3 separate regions of the Mus musculus genome follow, and all the other regions are linked to region 2. Evidence: chromatin contacts called from public Hi-C data. All regions are on one chromosome and are shown on one strand. The core of a region is the stretch at or near the end of the contact, and the rest is flanking DNA. Distances in the headings are between cores, read along the strand shown. Region 1 has its middle 9.0 kb from the start of Gm36597. Region 2 has its middle 21 kb from the start of Nxt1. Region 3 has its middle 36 kb from the start of Gm36597.

Region 1 (4,374 bases), core at 269-2,768, 490 kb after region 2:
ATCTCAGTGGTCAGAGTGCTCTCTGCAGGCAAGCTCTCCTCTTGTAGGGAAGGTGCACAGATATCTGGCATTCAGACCTGCCTCCTGGCTGAAGATGAAGGCCCGAAACAGAGCCTGTCCTAGAAGATGTGTTGCCTCTGCAGTGTGCACGCTCACCTGCACAGACTGGTCTTTGAGGGACATGGGACAAAACATGGCTTTCTCACCTGCTCTGGTGGTCAGAGCCCTTCCAAGTGGACCCCTCTCCTCTGGCGGGGAAGGTGCCCGGATGTCTGGAATCAGAAATGGAGTCTGTCCCAGAAGCTGTGTCATTTCTGTAGTCTGACTCTCACTTGTGCAGACTAGTCTCTTCAAGGTCACTCTTAACTTTGTCCTGCATCATGATGTACCACCTTTCCTTGAGGCATGCCAAGTCTGCCTTGCTATCTCCCTTTGGAGTGTCCTGAGTTTCCATTCCAGGACTTGAGAGTACAAAGACAAGCAGGAGAAGGACCTAACTCCAGGACATCCAGATCCTAGTGTGTGACCCAACTCCTCTTAACTGTGTGAGTTTAAGAACACAATCTGCCATGGCTATACCCTGAGTGTCACAAAACAGATGTTAGGAGCTTCGATCGAAATAATAAATCCAGTATCACGTTAAAAATCAGTGTGATCCTTATGCATGATTTATTTTTTTAATGGACTACTAAAGAAAAAAAATGACTAAAAACCCTTTCCCCATTCTCACCCACTAAGGAGAGTTGGGACAATTCTGTGTTTTATGAAAATCACCCTCCTCCTTCTCTCAGTCCTCATTATTTTAATACTCAGAGTCAATTAATTGAGTATTTGGATCAGCATGTCCAACTGAGCCCAGAAATCAATAAGTTCTCTCACTCCACTGAACAGAAGGATCTGGCTCACCCTCAGCCTGTGGTAACAACTGCTTCTACATTTGATGGATTTCCTTTTTTTCTGTTTGTGTATTATAATCAACTCACATGGTGCAGGCATCTGGGCTCATGCAAATCATGAATTTCATTACATCAGTTTAATTCATACGGCAACCAATGAGACTTAACTAACCAAAGAAACTGTGCTATCCAGAGGTCTTTGTGCAAGCAAGGGCATTATGCCCTTCAGCAGAAAGCTAGATTGGAAGACAATGCTAGAGTCATCCCATGGTACCTTCTACATAAGGTGCTGGTTGACTTGTGGTCAGTGAGCTTAGCATCTCTCAGCCATGTAGACAGGGCTGCTCTCTGCTTCTCACTTGGCCTTCTCTGTCCATTCTGACAGAGAGGACAGAAGCCAAGGGAGGAGGAATTCTGAAGCAGCCAGAGTTCACCACAGCAGCTCCAGCCACAGCTAGAACCTGCTGGCTTTGGTGACCCGGGTTGCCCCAGTTCCCGAGCTCCAACATCTTAGCCCATAACCCCTAAGATTTGTCAGTGGGTGGAATTATTCTCTTCTTAGGTTTCCTGTCTTGGCACTCACTCCAAGACTGAACTAAATTTGTTTGGTGGCTCCAAGAAGACTTGGAAGATGTTCTGCATAATTTCTCAAGCTGGAAATTAGACTACCAGCACATAGAGAAATCAGTTTCTAACGGCTCAGAAAGTTCTTCCCTGCTGGCTAGCTTTTGTAGCACCAGAAGGTGCTATGCAGGCAGACTCCTGAGGAAGAAAAGAAATCACTGTTATTACCCAAGGCTGGAGCCTGCATCCTCCATCACTAACTTGCCTTTGGTGCAATAGTGGTATGACTATTGTGCTGTAGTCAAATACTTTCTAATTAGACTTGAGGCCCCTCTTCTTTGAGGGGAAGGTTCCCAGGGTCGGGATAATGACTTCTTTGTGACAATGCCAGTGGCATTTAGAGTGCTTAACTGGAAGCTAGTGGAAGTTGAAGACCCTGTAACATTAGCAAATGCAGCTAAAACCTGTTAGCATGCAGACTTCTGTTTATCTAAGTTACCCAAGGGCTCCAGATCTCCTGGAGAATCTGATCTTAGAGACAGGAGGAATGGCTCTCAACACCTGCCAGTGACTTATCCACTGCCTATGATGCATTCATTGTTTTCCTGTAGGCAATCATGCATTTGGTTGGATTCCTGCTCTTAACTCAGAAACCCCAGCACTTCCTTTTTGTGATCTTCTGAACATGAGACTTCTACTCTGACACCCATTGCTTTCTCTTGCCTTAGCCTGCCTGTCACATTCAGGGATTCCTGGATCAAACAGCTGTGGATCAAAACATTCATTTAAAAAAATTTCAAAAGCAAACCTTGACTTTGAAGTTCCTCACATGCTAAATGGATAGAGTGACATTAAACAACATCCTGCAGTGATCGCCATCACTTCACAGATTCCCCAGTGTGTTATTTGAATGAGATAACTCCCATAGACTGGGAATTTAAATTCTGGCCCAAAGATTTGGGTATCTGATGAGGTCCTGAAGCCAGCCCCTCAGAAATACAGGCGGAAGACTGTATTTCTGTCCCTTTCATAAGCCTGAAGTAGAGTATGTCTGAGCTGCTCTCTTTTACAATTCCCCAATTGCAGCATTCATGCTTAGAAGCCCTCCCACAGCTCTGCATGCCTTCCAGATTCACTTCACAGCAGCCTGGTGCGTGACATTCTAGAGATTTAAATGCGTACACACGCGCGCGCGCGCGCGCGCACACACACACACACACACACACACACACACACACATACACACACACACACACACACCAGAGATAGATAGCATCCTTACCTTCCCTGTGACTACCTGATCATCTTGCCTCACTTCTGCATTAACTTCCTAGAACTTCCTGGCTAGTCCTCCAAATGCACTTCACACCTAAATCCTTGTATCAGAACCTATAGCCACAGGACTCACACTAAGACAGCTGTCCTAAATGCTTAGCAAAAAAAAAGCCTCTACCACATTGTGAGATTGTCAGAGCATCTGCTCTTGCTCATGGATGATATCATGCTGATATGCTACCTGGGAATTGAAAGCAGAAGCTACTGCAGGTGTATAAAAGAGAGGTAGAGAACAGGGCACCAGAGACATTACTGGAAAAGTACATCCTAAAAGCCTTCATCCTATGAGTACATAGATTCTAACGTTCAGGACAAGGTTGGAGGCAGTGGAATGTTCTAAATAGAGAGATGAGGCTCATCTTGTATCTCAGAAAGAATCTTTTGTGTATGTGCCTGTGGATGACCTGAAAGCTGAGCAACGTTTTGTATCCTGTATCTGACAACAATCTAAGTGGATAATGCCAATGGAAGTATGAAAGTAAGGATGCATAAATGCAAAGGAGACAAGGGACTTCTGGGATGTTTAGGAGTTAAGACAGAAGGTTGATGGGCACTAATCATTGTAAAGAGCAGAAAAAAAAGACTGACCTCTTCCCCAGGTTTATGACATGGCTTGTACCTAATGTGCATGCAGCAAGTTCAGTAACTGTGTCTCTCTCTTACATACTGCCTGCTCAGTAGCTTGGAATCTACCTGTTCTCAGAGCTCCAGAGCAGCAAGATGGTGTGAGAAGGTGAAGGAGGCTAAGACAAAAGCAGCAGCTGCTCTGTGGGTGAGTAGAGAAAGTCTGGACTCAGGATGGCCTTTGAGGACAGGAAGGACCAGGAGGAAGAGAGGTTCATTTTTGTATGTCTTGTTCTTTTGTCTTGGAGACATTGCTCTGTGAGACATAGACATGATCTCGTTCACCTCTATGGGCTGGGTTAGCTGATCTTTTCAGGGAGACACAGGGAAGGCAAATGATGATGTAATCTGTGTCCCTGTGTCTGTCTATATCGAGAGGCAGTGGATAAAGCAGAACTTCGGGGGGTCCGAATGGGTTGGACATGGGCAATGGCAGACACCGTGATTCTTCCATAGTGAGGAGCCTAGGAAAAGCCAATGGCTTTGGGAGGTAACACAATAGGTGAGGTGGCTGAAAGAAGAGCTAAATGAAAATCTCTTCTCCATAAGCTTCTACTGCATGGGAAAGGTGCCTTTTTGAGTCATCCACATGCAGTATAAAGATGAGGATCTGTGGCGTGTGGCAAGCAGTGACTTGTGCAGCATTGAAGCATTCAGTCTAAGTGAGAATACATGATTGGAACCAAGAAAGAATACTCAGCAAGATGCTGCCACCCAGGAAAGAAGACACAGGGTGGTTGGCCTTGGGTCTGTGGGGCCAGAAGGATCAAGGAGTCGGAGGAGTGAGGAGATTCACACAGTGGCTTGGCGTGTTCAGGAGCACACATCAGCACCCCACATCCGGAGGGTAATGTGGGGCAATCAAATTAAAGTATTCTGGCAGTCGCAAAAACCTTTAAAACTATTACAATGGGAGCCACAGCTGCTGCAGTTCAAGGCCTTGCTCCCTTGGCTT
Region 2 (4,908 bases), core at 1,867-4,366:
ACTTAGAATTTAGAGGTTGCTAATAAAAAAAAAAACCAAAAAACAACAACAACAACAACAAAAACCAGAAAAGCTTGTGGCGATTGCATGCACGTGCTAGTTACACCGGTGTAGCATTGCCCCAATTACCTGACAGAAAACTTACAGGGAAGAGGGATTTGTTTCAGCTCACTGTTTTAGAGATTATTGGATAGAATTTCATAATGGTTGGGATGTGACACACAAGGTTCTCTTCATTGCAGGCAGAAAGTAGAGATGAGCAGGAATACACTAGAACAAGATACTCCCAGCAACACACCCTTCATGGCCTGCTTCCCTTAGCAACAACTTACACTTTAAGATTTCCAGGACCTCCCCAAATTATACAACCATGTGGGAGCCAAGTCCTTAACACACGGGCTTTGGGGGGAATATTTCCTCTATTAGTTAATTCTTGTTGCTGTGACAAAGTGTTTGAGAAAACTAGCCTAAAGAAGGAAAGGTATATTGTGCCTTGAACATCTTGCAACTCCAGTGGAGGGAACATGAGACAGCTGGTTATGAGTCCACAGTCAGGAATCAAAGGGAGTTGAATGCTGGTGCTTAGAACACTTTCTCCCCCTTTTCCTTTCATTCTTCTGAGCATCCTGCCATGGGAAGGTGCTGTCCATTCTTGCGCGCGCAGGACTGGCCAGTAGTAACGACGCTGCAACAGGATCCTTCTGCACACGTTTATTGGGAGAGCTTTATTGCAGAGGCGAAGAGACCCCAAGCCCAGAATTGGTGCTGCTTATATAGGCCTAGGAGAGGCGTGTCTCACACCCAGATTGGTTATGTACTAAGCCTCATTTGCATGTTCCTCATCTGATTGGCTACTCTCTCTCTCTCTGTACCTCACAGAGCCTCATTATCATACCTCATTTGCATGTCTCACATCTGATTGGTTATACTCCCAAAGCCTCATTATCATGCCCGGGCCAGGCAGTGTCTTTGAAAAAACTTTACTGCATATGTACACATTGGTTGTTTGTCCAAACTTATGCGTGGTGGCCAGCAGTAGTCAGTGCCACTCTGCAACGGCACATGTGGCTTCCCACAGTCCATGTGTAGGAAAGACCTTCACATTCACAATTCAACCTCTCTGGAAATATCCCTCAGGCACACCCAGAGGAGTAGCCTCTAATTCATTCTGATCCAGTCAAGATGACCATGAGGATTAACAAGCTTTACCTATCCAAACTACAGCATTGGGGGATTTGGATTAGAAGGGAAAAAAAGACCAGGGACAACAAGCTTTTTTCCAGAACCTTCCTTTGCTCCTTGATAGTTACACTATAGCTACAACACTGGCTTTAACACTTCATAGAATTAAAGGTAGCCTCTTCTTAGAAAAGTTTCCAGTAAAGAAATAAAAAATGAAATAAAATGAATAAATCTTTGGAAATAAAAACAAACAAACAAAAAAAAAAAAAAAAGGAAAGAAAGAAAAAGAAAAGTTCCCAGCAAGTGGATAGAGTCACATGGCTAGGTGTTGATAACTCCTCTGCCCCAACCCCATGAAGCCAGGTGCGTTTAAGTGAGAAAGAATTACAAATATATTTTGTCTGCAGAATTCTGGTCTAAGTTGTTAGAGGTCATCAAAGTAAAGTCTAAGAATTACAGTCAGGCCCATCTGCATTTGCAGTATGAAGGCTAACAACGTGGCTTCTGCCTACAACAGTGACTAGAGCTAGCTTGTAAGCAGTTGTTCACATAACTCCACTTTGTTCTTCTTATATGTCATGCAGCATGTTGGGGCATAGCCATGGTTGGATGCCACCCTTGCCTTGGTCCTGAGGTGAGGCTGTGGGAATATGTGGGGGAACAAATTAGGTTACCCATGATGACCAGGAAGTAAAGAGAAGGGGCTGAAAAGATACATCCCTAGTGACCCCTTTACTCCAGTTAAGCCCCATCCCTTACCTTACAACATACCCCAATGATGCTTTTATATTATGAATCCATCAAGGGATTAATACACAATCAAGTCAGAGCCCAAGCCATGCTATGTCCCATAAAGATAAAAAGCTTGGACATTTTCTCAAAGACTCCCCAGAAAGTAGAATAAAACATGCACAGAACTATACTGAGAAGCAGGAATTATTGTAGAAAGTCTGAATGAGACAATGTGGTTTGAATGAGAACTGTTCCCCATAGTTATTAACCAAGTATTTGAATACTTGGTCCCCAGTGTGTAGCACTGTCTGGGAGGTTGTAGAACCTTTAAGAGGTACAGCTTTCTGGAGGAAGTATGCCATTGGGAATGGGCTTTGAGAGTTTATACCTCTAACCTATAACCACTTTCTGCTTTGCTGTTGAAGATGTGTCTCAGCTTCCTTTCCAGCCACCTACTGTGATGCCTCCCCTACCATTGTAGACTCCCTATAGAGTCTACAATGCTACAATCTAAGCTAAAATATATAAGCTAAAATCAACTCTTTCTTTTATAAGTAGTTTTTGGTCAGTATTTTATCACAGCAACAGAAAAGTAGCTAATACAGGTGGCTAGGCCTTTCACGCATGGGTCATCAGGGAATATTTCATACCCAGACCATAACAATCTGGCCTAGAGGCATCTCATCATAAAGAGTAGCCATGCCGATCATACCATATTATATGCTTTCCTGAGGGTTACTTGGTTTTATAGCTACTAAAATGTTAGCTGTATTTCTCCATAGGGTCATCTATCTGTTGAATATTAGAATTTATTGTACTTCCAGTAGGAGGGGAAAGTGGAAACAGCACGTAACATGAAAAGGCAGTGCTATTTTCAGTACTAAATTGAGTGCAGGGAGCTTGCAGAGATGTAATGAATCAGCTTATGCAGTCACCAGGGACACTTAAATGATTGAAATACCTAGAAATAAAATCATATGGTTGACTCATGGAGACACATCTTCATAGGGAATCAGAGATATTCTGATTCTGAAAGATCAATGATGGAGAATTTAGTCATAGATCCAGAAAAGGGAGTCATTAGCATATTTTCCTGTTCAGATTCCCAACACACTAAGAATGGAGGCCTGCAGTCTTGAGAGAAGGGATGAGACACTGAGCTGGTCACTATAGCAACTAAGTGGTCAGACTCAGGCCTGACAGTCAGGAAGAACCTAGTGGGGCCACCCAAGTTTTCCAGGATGGCAAGAGACTTTTTAGTCACTCTAGGGAGTTCCATAGCCCTTGGTAAGTATTAAGAACCCTGTCCTGAAACATCTCAATATACAATCATCAACCTGAATTCTCATTAAACAAGAAAGAAAGCTTGTATGCAAAGGCAATCTGGTCACATCTGAGACACCCTTCCCCCCCCCCCCCCCAACACGTACTCCCCTCCCAGGAATGGTTGGTGGGCATAGCAAGCCATCTCCTAGGCAGAGACTGGAAAAAGAATGCAGGACTAGTGCTAATGTTATTTAACCAGAGATTGACAGAAAACAAAAGAGGACTCTGGTTCCCTGAGGGGGAGGACAAATGAGATGGGAGACTGAATTATTCATTTTTATTTACCTCTCCGGAACAGGCTGAAAAAGCTTATTTAGTAAAGGAATGAAAATGAGAGAAACGGGACCCAGCTGGCTCTGGAGAGAGGAGAGAGGCAAAGGCAAATGACATCTGGGTTCTGAATTATTTATTTGTCTTTATTCATCTGTTGGTTGTCTTTCATTCATTATAGCTCCATAGCTATGATTGATAGTAGAAGGCTTTGAAAAATAATAATAATAATAACAAAAATACAAAGTAAAGACCCAGAGTTATAAACCGCATTTATTCAAGGAATGATGTTTTACCATAGTAAATAGTAATTAACTTTAATAAAAGTCCTCAAAGATTAGTATAGATGATCATAGGATTGATGCTGTTCTCTTCAATAACCAAACACTGGTCATATTTGAGAAGGACCTTGCTTGCAAGTGTCAGTGCAGGTAAGGAGTAGGGGTGGCGTGGAGGTGGGGTTCCTGAGACAGCCTATCTGTGGAGTATCTTTTTTTTTTTTTTTTTTTTTTTTTTTTTTTAACTTCAGCAGAAGCAGATTCCAGGGCATGCTATCTTCCTTGTGCCCTAGAGTTGATTCACCAGGGATAAGGTTCAGAGCCCTTTGTATCACATACCTACTCTCTAGTCACCAGAAATAATTTCTCATGCCTTTAAATTGCACACTTAATTGAGTTGGGTCCAAAGCAAGAAAGGATGTGGCTGGACAGGTGTGGATGGGTGGTTAAGAGAGATGTTATTGATTCCATGGAAGAAATGATTCTTTCTTTATAGGTCTAGTGTTTGAAAATTTAAAAGAAGAAAAGAAAAAGCATTAATAAAAAGAGAGAAAAGGAAATGGTCCCTTAAGTAATTCTTTTATTTTTTTCTGGGACCCAAGAGGTGGCTCAGCAGGTAAGAGTGCATACTGCTTTTGTAGAGGACCTTTATTTGGTTTCTAGCAGTCATATCAACCAGCTCACAAGACCCTCTGTGTCTCCAGAGGATCTGTGACCCTTTTTTGGTATCTGTGGGATACCTGAATTCATATTAAAATTCTCACTCCAAGCTTACACCCATGTGTGGGTGAACACACACACACACACACAGACACACAGACACACACACAACTAAATTCTTCAAGGAGAGTTTTTTTTTTCCAAACAAAAGTGTGTGCAACAAATACTCAAATTACTCAAGATGAGATTTAAGGTCTGAAAGTTTCTATGGGGAGATGAAGAGATTAAGCCTTGCATTTTTGAGATTTATAGTGAGAAGTGGTACAAAGATTATTGATGAAGCTCTTGGAAGGAAGAGACGAGCTGGTTCTTCTGGTCTCTGGAAAACAGAAGAGAAGCTGAGGTTGGGTGTATCTGTTAACCATGTCTTTGTCTTCCCAGCTTGTCATCAGTCACATCA
Region 3 (5,080 bases), core at 873-3,372, 440 kb after region 2:
AACCACCAGACTTAGTAAAATTCTACAAGACTGCCACTTTATACGAGGGAGGACAACCCAGAATGTGGCAGCCTTTCTCTTCAGCCTGCAGATTTCCTTGGGTTTCTGAGTCTATCCACACATAAAGGTCTGGGTCAGGAGAAACATAGTCACAGAGCCTCTCAGGATCTTGCTTTTCTGATCTGAGAAATGGGCAGAAGAAATGAGTGCGTGACTCTGATCTGTAGGGGTTGCAGATGCAGGTCTTCTTTCCTTTTAAGGCAGTTATCTTTCCTTTTAAGTCTAGGATTGTGAGAAGTCTGGCTCTTATTTCTGGTTTTTCATGGTGTCGAACCAATATAGGATTCTGCTTGGAGCATTTTGTTATTTTAGATCCACTTTCACTGCAAACCCTATTCTTTGCTGGGTGACATTGACGAGACTTGAGGATCTTCCTTCTTTACTCTATGTATGTTTCAGGAAAGTAAAAGAAGGCAGGAGTCACATTTATGTGACTGTAAATACTAGAAAGAAACAACTTCCTCAGGGAAGAATTTGCTTAGGCTCATGGTTACAGATGGCTTTAGTCCATCGTGGCAGGAAGAAACAGCTGAACAGGTTAGTTCATGGGTGACTGATGACCCACAGCAGATCAGGAAACAGAGAGCAGAACAGGAAGTACGCAGAGACACGAAGTCTGCAAGCATGCTCCCCGCCCCTGTGACCTACTTTCTCAAGCTAAGCCCTAACTCAAAAAGATTCGACAGCCTCTCCAAATATTGCCTTCTGTTAGTACACAAGCATTTAACACATAAGCCTGAGGTGGAGGACATTTCGTATTCAAACATGTCCAATGATATAAAACCTCCCAGTGGGCCCCACCTCAGAAAGGTTCCACCACCTTCCAACAGAGCCAGAAGCAAACCACAATGAAATCACAGCTGATTCTAGTATTGCTATCAGTCATTTTAGTGGTGTGTGAATTACTGGATTGTAATGAAGTTTGTTTCATCACAATCCTGAACTTGAAGTTACCTATACACAACTTGTGAGTAAGACCTCAAGGTCTTACATACATTATTTGACTTGAAAGCAGCTTTTAGGTGAGCTGGTCTCCAGCTGCTCATTGCTTCACTCCTTTCTACCTGGGATTTTCCTCCTTGCCACCACTGCCTCCTCCTACCTTCTTTCCTTCTCTTTCCCTCTTCTCCTCCTTCTTTCTTTTCTTCTCTGCCCCTCTTCCTGTGCCTATCTGTATGGAGTGAGACTGCCACAGCTTGCTGCCCACATCCATGGGGTTTGGGCATTGGGTGGCTGCTTAAGGCAGACTTATCTTCATATTAGTAGGCCTTGTTGAGGATGCCATTGTCCTGGAGCCAAATCTGTCTCTTATCTTATAGCTGCCATCCATGCTAGCGATGGTCCTTTCTTTTAGGCTTTGATGTCCAAGATGACTCTCTTATTTCCTCTTGCACTGTCTGTCATTCCATTTTCTTCACAGGAGTCTCCATGATTTCCTTTAAAATTGGATATCTTCCTTCCCCTGGCAGAAATGGGTTGACCACACCCCCTAGAATTAACCCAAATGCCACTCTTTATTTACAGCCTACTTCTCATTCACATTTGAAGTAGCTTGGGACCATATCTACTTTATCAATATAAAATCAAGTGAGCCCCATGAGGTTTCCAGCACAAGCCAATAAGAAAGAACAGAATATAGATGATATAGATATAGATATAGATATAGATATAGATATAGATATAGATATAGATATAGATATAGATATAGATATAGATATAGATATAGATATAGATATATACAGATATAAATAGATATAGGGCAGTTCAAAACCTTCTGAAGTGTCAGACTTTGTAGGCAGGGGTCTTTAGATAATGAGAATACAAAATATGCCTTTCTAGAAGAGAGAAGAGAATCTTAGAACATGTCCATGAAACATTACAAGTGAAATTGTCACTGTGACTAAAATTGTCTTTGAGGGAATAAAAATCAAAGGATAAGAAAAGAATTAATCCTTAGCAGGCAGGCAGGGTTTTTTTTCTTTTTATATCCTGATTATGAGTCATTGGCAGTGCTCTGTGTGTGGAAGTGTCCCTAAGTGCCTCTCCTTTGCAAGAGCAGTTATTTTGAGCATTCTTCACTTAAAAATCAAGTGGCAAGTGCTGCAAGATTCAAAGCCCAGGTCCTATCAGTGTGTGGTTTCCCAGAGGCTGGGCAGTGGGAGACCACAGCTGGGAGCCATTAGACATGCAAAGGAGAGGAAAAGTGCAGGCCACCCTGAAGTTTCTGCGATCTGCTAACACTGGCTTAGGCAGCTGCATGTGAAAGGCATCCTGTGTTCTTAGTCTCTAATTACCCAAATGAAACTGAATTTCCAAATACAGAAGAGGGACTCCTAGACCCAAACAGAAGCCAGAGCTCAAGTGAGACAATGACTACCACCAAATATTACTACTCAGCTCTGTGGCATGACTCCACTTCCTTCTTCCTTGGATTCTCTTTGAGAGTCCACAAGAAGCATTTTGCAATGCATGTAGGGAAACATGATTAATGAAAGTAAACTTTTTAAAATAAATGGGACATAAAGAAGTATATCCCATTAATTTTAAAAAGTAGCCGAGAGAAAAAAAACTACATAGAATAAAGTCAAGTGTTCTACAAGTGAGCATATTTTTGGATTTGGGTTCCCCGGCAGCCCATGAAAGAGAAAAGGAGCAAAGAGTAAATAGCATAGATGGCTACCCTTTGACGGTTTAACAATCCTACTGCAGAACAGCCTTCCTTACTCTAGACACACTGACCCAGCTGCAATACAGGCTAGGTTAAACAGGGCTGGAATTGAGCACCATGCCTTCAAGCCAACGAGCTAACTTCTAGCAAATCCACCTGGCAGGCTTGACTCTGCTGACTTCCGCAACCCTGCCCTTCAACTCTGGTGTCTTAACTTAAAAATGGGAATATATGTCCTTCCGAATCTATAAAGAAGTGGTTCTAGGAACCTCTGAATACCAAATTGACCTTTGCAGAAAATGGTCATATTTTTTTAAATTTTATTTTATTTGTAATTCATTTTTTGCACTCTATATTACACCCCTACCCCTCCCCATCCTCCCTCCGACTGCTCCACATCCCACACCTCCTCCCCACCCAACTCTGTCTCCACTTGGATCCCACACATATCATTTCAAACACTTCCTTGTGATAACTTTTTGTAAATACTTGTTCTACTAAATTGGGTAAGGAACAATAAGAAGACAATGCTTATATTTTCAACTCACCCAGCACTGTAAAACTTTTCCCTTTGCAGCTGTCTGAGTACATGAACAAGAATCCTGCAGATACAGAGGACCATGTGATGCTAATACCACATATGTTTGATAAGTTCACAGAATACTTGAAGGGTCTACCATATGGTACTATTGACTAAGTATGGATGAGATACACAAATCACACCTGTCCACCCTCAGGGAATATACATGTTTGTGCAGTCAAAACATAACTCAGTTTTATGGTAATAAGAGGTGGTCTTATAAGATTGAGCCTCCCTACCCCGAAGCTGACAGTGACTCAAATACATAAGCAGTTTGCTTGGGTATCCCCAGGCAACCTCTCAGAGGAGAAGACAGTACATCAGAAATAAAGACAAGTAGTTGTATGTCACAGGATGAAAGAAAGTGATCATCAAGTGTCTCGGGTAGAAAAGAGACAAAATTAGAAAGGAGTATTCTCTACCAGTCTCTGTTTCTCTGTTGGATATGGTGCCATTTAAAGTCACGATTTCCATGTGTAGAAGAAACAAAAGTATAAAAGTGCCTGGAAACCATAGAGCAGAAGCTAAGAGAGTGGATGAGCTGGCCACACTGATGGACAGGGCAGGATGGCCATTAGAACGAAGTCTGCTAAACCTGGGACAGTGATGTCAATGCCACAGTCTCAGAACTTATCATCTCAACTCTTGACAGTGTTTATTCCATTTCTAGGATTGTGCATGCTCAAAGAAATCTTTGCTGTACTGGGCTCCTATGAAGACCAATTTCTTTTTTTATTGAATTATCAGGGGAGAAAAGACATTTTTCTTTGTGAATGCATGGCAATCAACCTGACATGCTTTCTGCAAATTGCTGTTACATATTTCATGTCTCTGGGCATTATCTATCCTTTTGTTCTAGTTGCATGATCATCAACTACCTTTGTTATTATTTGCATCTCAGTGCCCTGACATAGAGACAGGGATGTCCATGGATGAATGAGTGGTTCAGAACTTGGACAGATACAATCCAGGCTGGGACTTCAGGTAGATTCTGAGAAGTCTAGAGTCTATATAATAACTTAACCCAAAGTCTTGCTTTTTCTCATGATAAATGAGTGCAATATCTGCATATCAACCCAAGTCTATTTTGATAATTTGAGTCATATTTTTTGTATATGTGAGAATTTTATACACAGAAATGCCCTGTTATTCCATTTGATTATAGCTAATCTTGGTGTTCTAGTTTAAAGACATGGAAGGAAACACAGAGAAGCAGTCTAGGATGATAGAGAAAGGAAAGCAGACACCCGAAACAGTGAGAAAGCAGCAGCTATAGTGAGGATGGAGTTTCCACAAACAAATACAGATGTTAGCAGCTGCTGGCATGCTCTATTGTAGCACCTTGTACCACAAGCCAACAGCTGCTGGAAGCAAGCATCTGTGAGTGTCTGCTGGCTTTCATAGTCCAAGTGTGGTCATCATGTGAGCTGGGCAGAGAAGGTCCTGTAGAGTTAATTCTGTAGAGGAAGACTTCTGAGGCAGTGATGCAGCAGTGGATGAAGGCCGGTGCTACTCCCTCCATTATGCGGGCAGGGAGAGGCATCCTGCATATCACATAAGTCAGAACCCTGGCAGCCCTGAGCCTAGGAAAGCTGGCTGCACATCACCACACCTGCTAATGTTTTTTTCCCCATGGTCTTTTCCATATTCCCACTTTCCCCAAAGCTAATTCCGGGTCTGAAGTAAATTCTAATCCTGAAAAACCCAACCCAAACACCATTACCCCAAATGTTGAGATCCCGAAAGAGAAAAATTCTCAAAGCCTAAAGTCC

Evidence for each region. A called contact is a pair of places that touch in the nucleus more often than the background predicts.
Region 1: a contact with region 2 is called in a Hi-C map of cortical neurons. The contact joins two enhancer-like sites. A contact is called at or near these places in 9 of 39 promoter capture datasets (the 3T3-L1 cell line, 3T3-L1-derived adipocytes, the C10 cell line and 6 more) and 2 of 484 Hi-C or Micro-C datasets (bone marrow-derived macrophages and cortical neurons).
Region 3: a contact with region 2 is called in a Hi-C map of cortical neurons, with 4 times the contacts expected there. The contact joins two enhancer-like sites. A contact is called at or near these places in 5 of 484 Hi-C or Micro-C datasets (cerebral cortex, cortical neurons and embryonic fibroblasts).

The regions. Positions count from the first base shown.
Region 1 is chr2:148,159,390-148,163,763 of GRCm38.p6, reverse strand. No RefSeq gene overlaps it. Among named protein-coding and RNA genes, the nearest start is that of Gm36597, 9.0 kb to the left of the region's middle. Within about 2 kb of position 1,518, at least 9 of the 459 cell types and tissues checked have an H3K27ac peak or open chromatin away from gene starts, as enhancers often do. A contact at or near this core is called in cortical neurons, where this site is marked.
Region 2 is chr2:148,649,364-148,654,271 of GRCm38.p6, reverse strand. No RefSeq gene overlaps it. Among named protein-coding and RNA genes, the nearest start is that of Nxt1, 21 kb to the left of the region's middle. Within about 2 kb of position 3,116, at least 17 of the 459 cell types and tissues checked have an H3K27ac peak or open chromatin away from gene starts, as enhancers often do. A contact at or near this core is called in cortical neurons, where this site is marked.
Region 3 is chr2:148,203,918-148,208,997 of GRCm38.p6, reverse strand. No RefSeq gene overlaps it. Among named protein-coding and RNA genes, the nearest start is that of Gm36597, 36 kb to the right of the region's middle. Within about 2 kb of position 2,122, at least 38 of the 459 cell types and tissues checked have an H3K27ac peak or open chromatin away from gene starts, as enhancers often do. A contact at or near this core is called in cortical neurons, where this site is marked.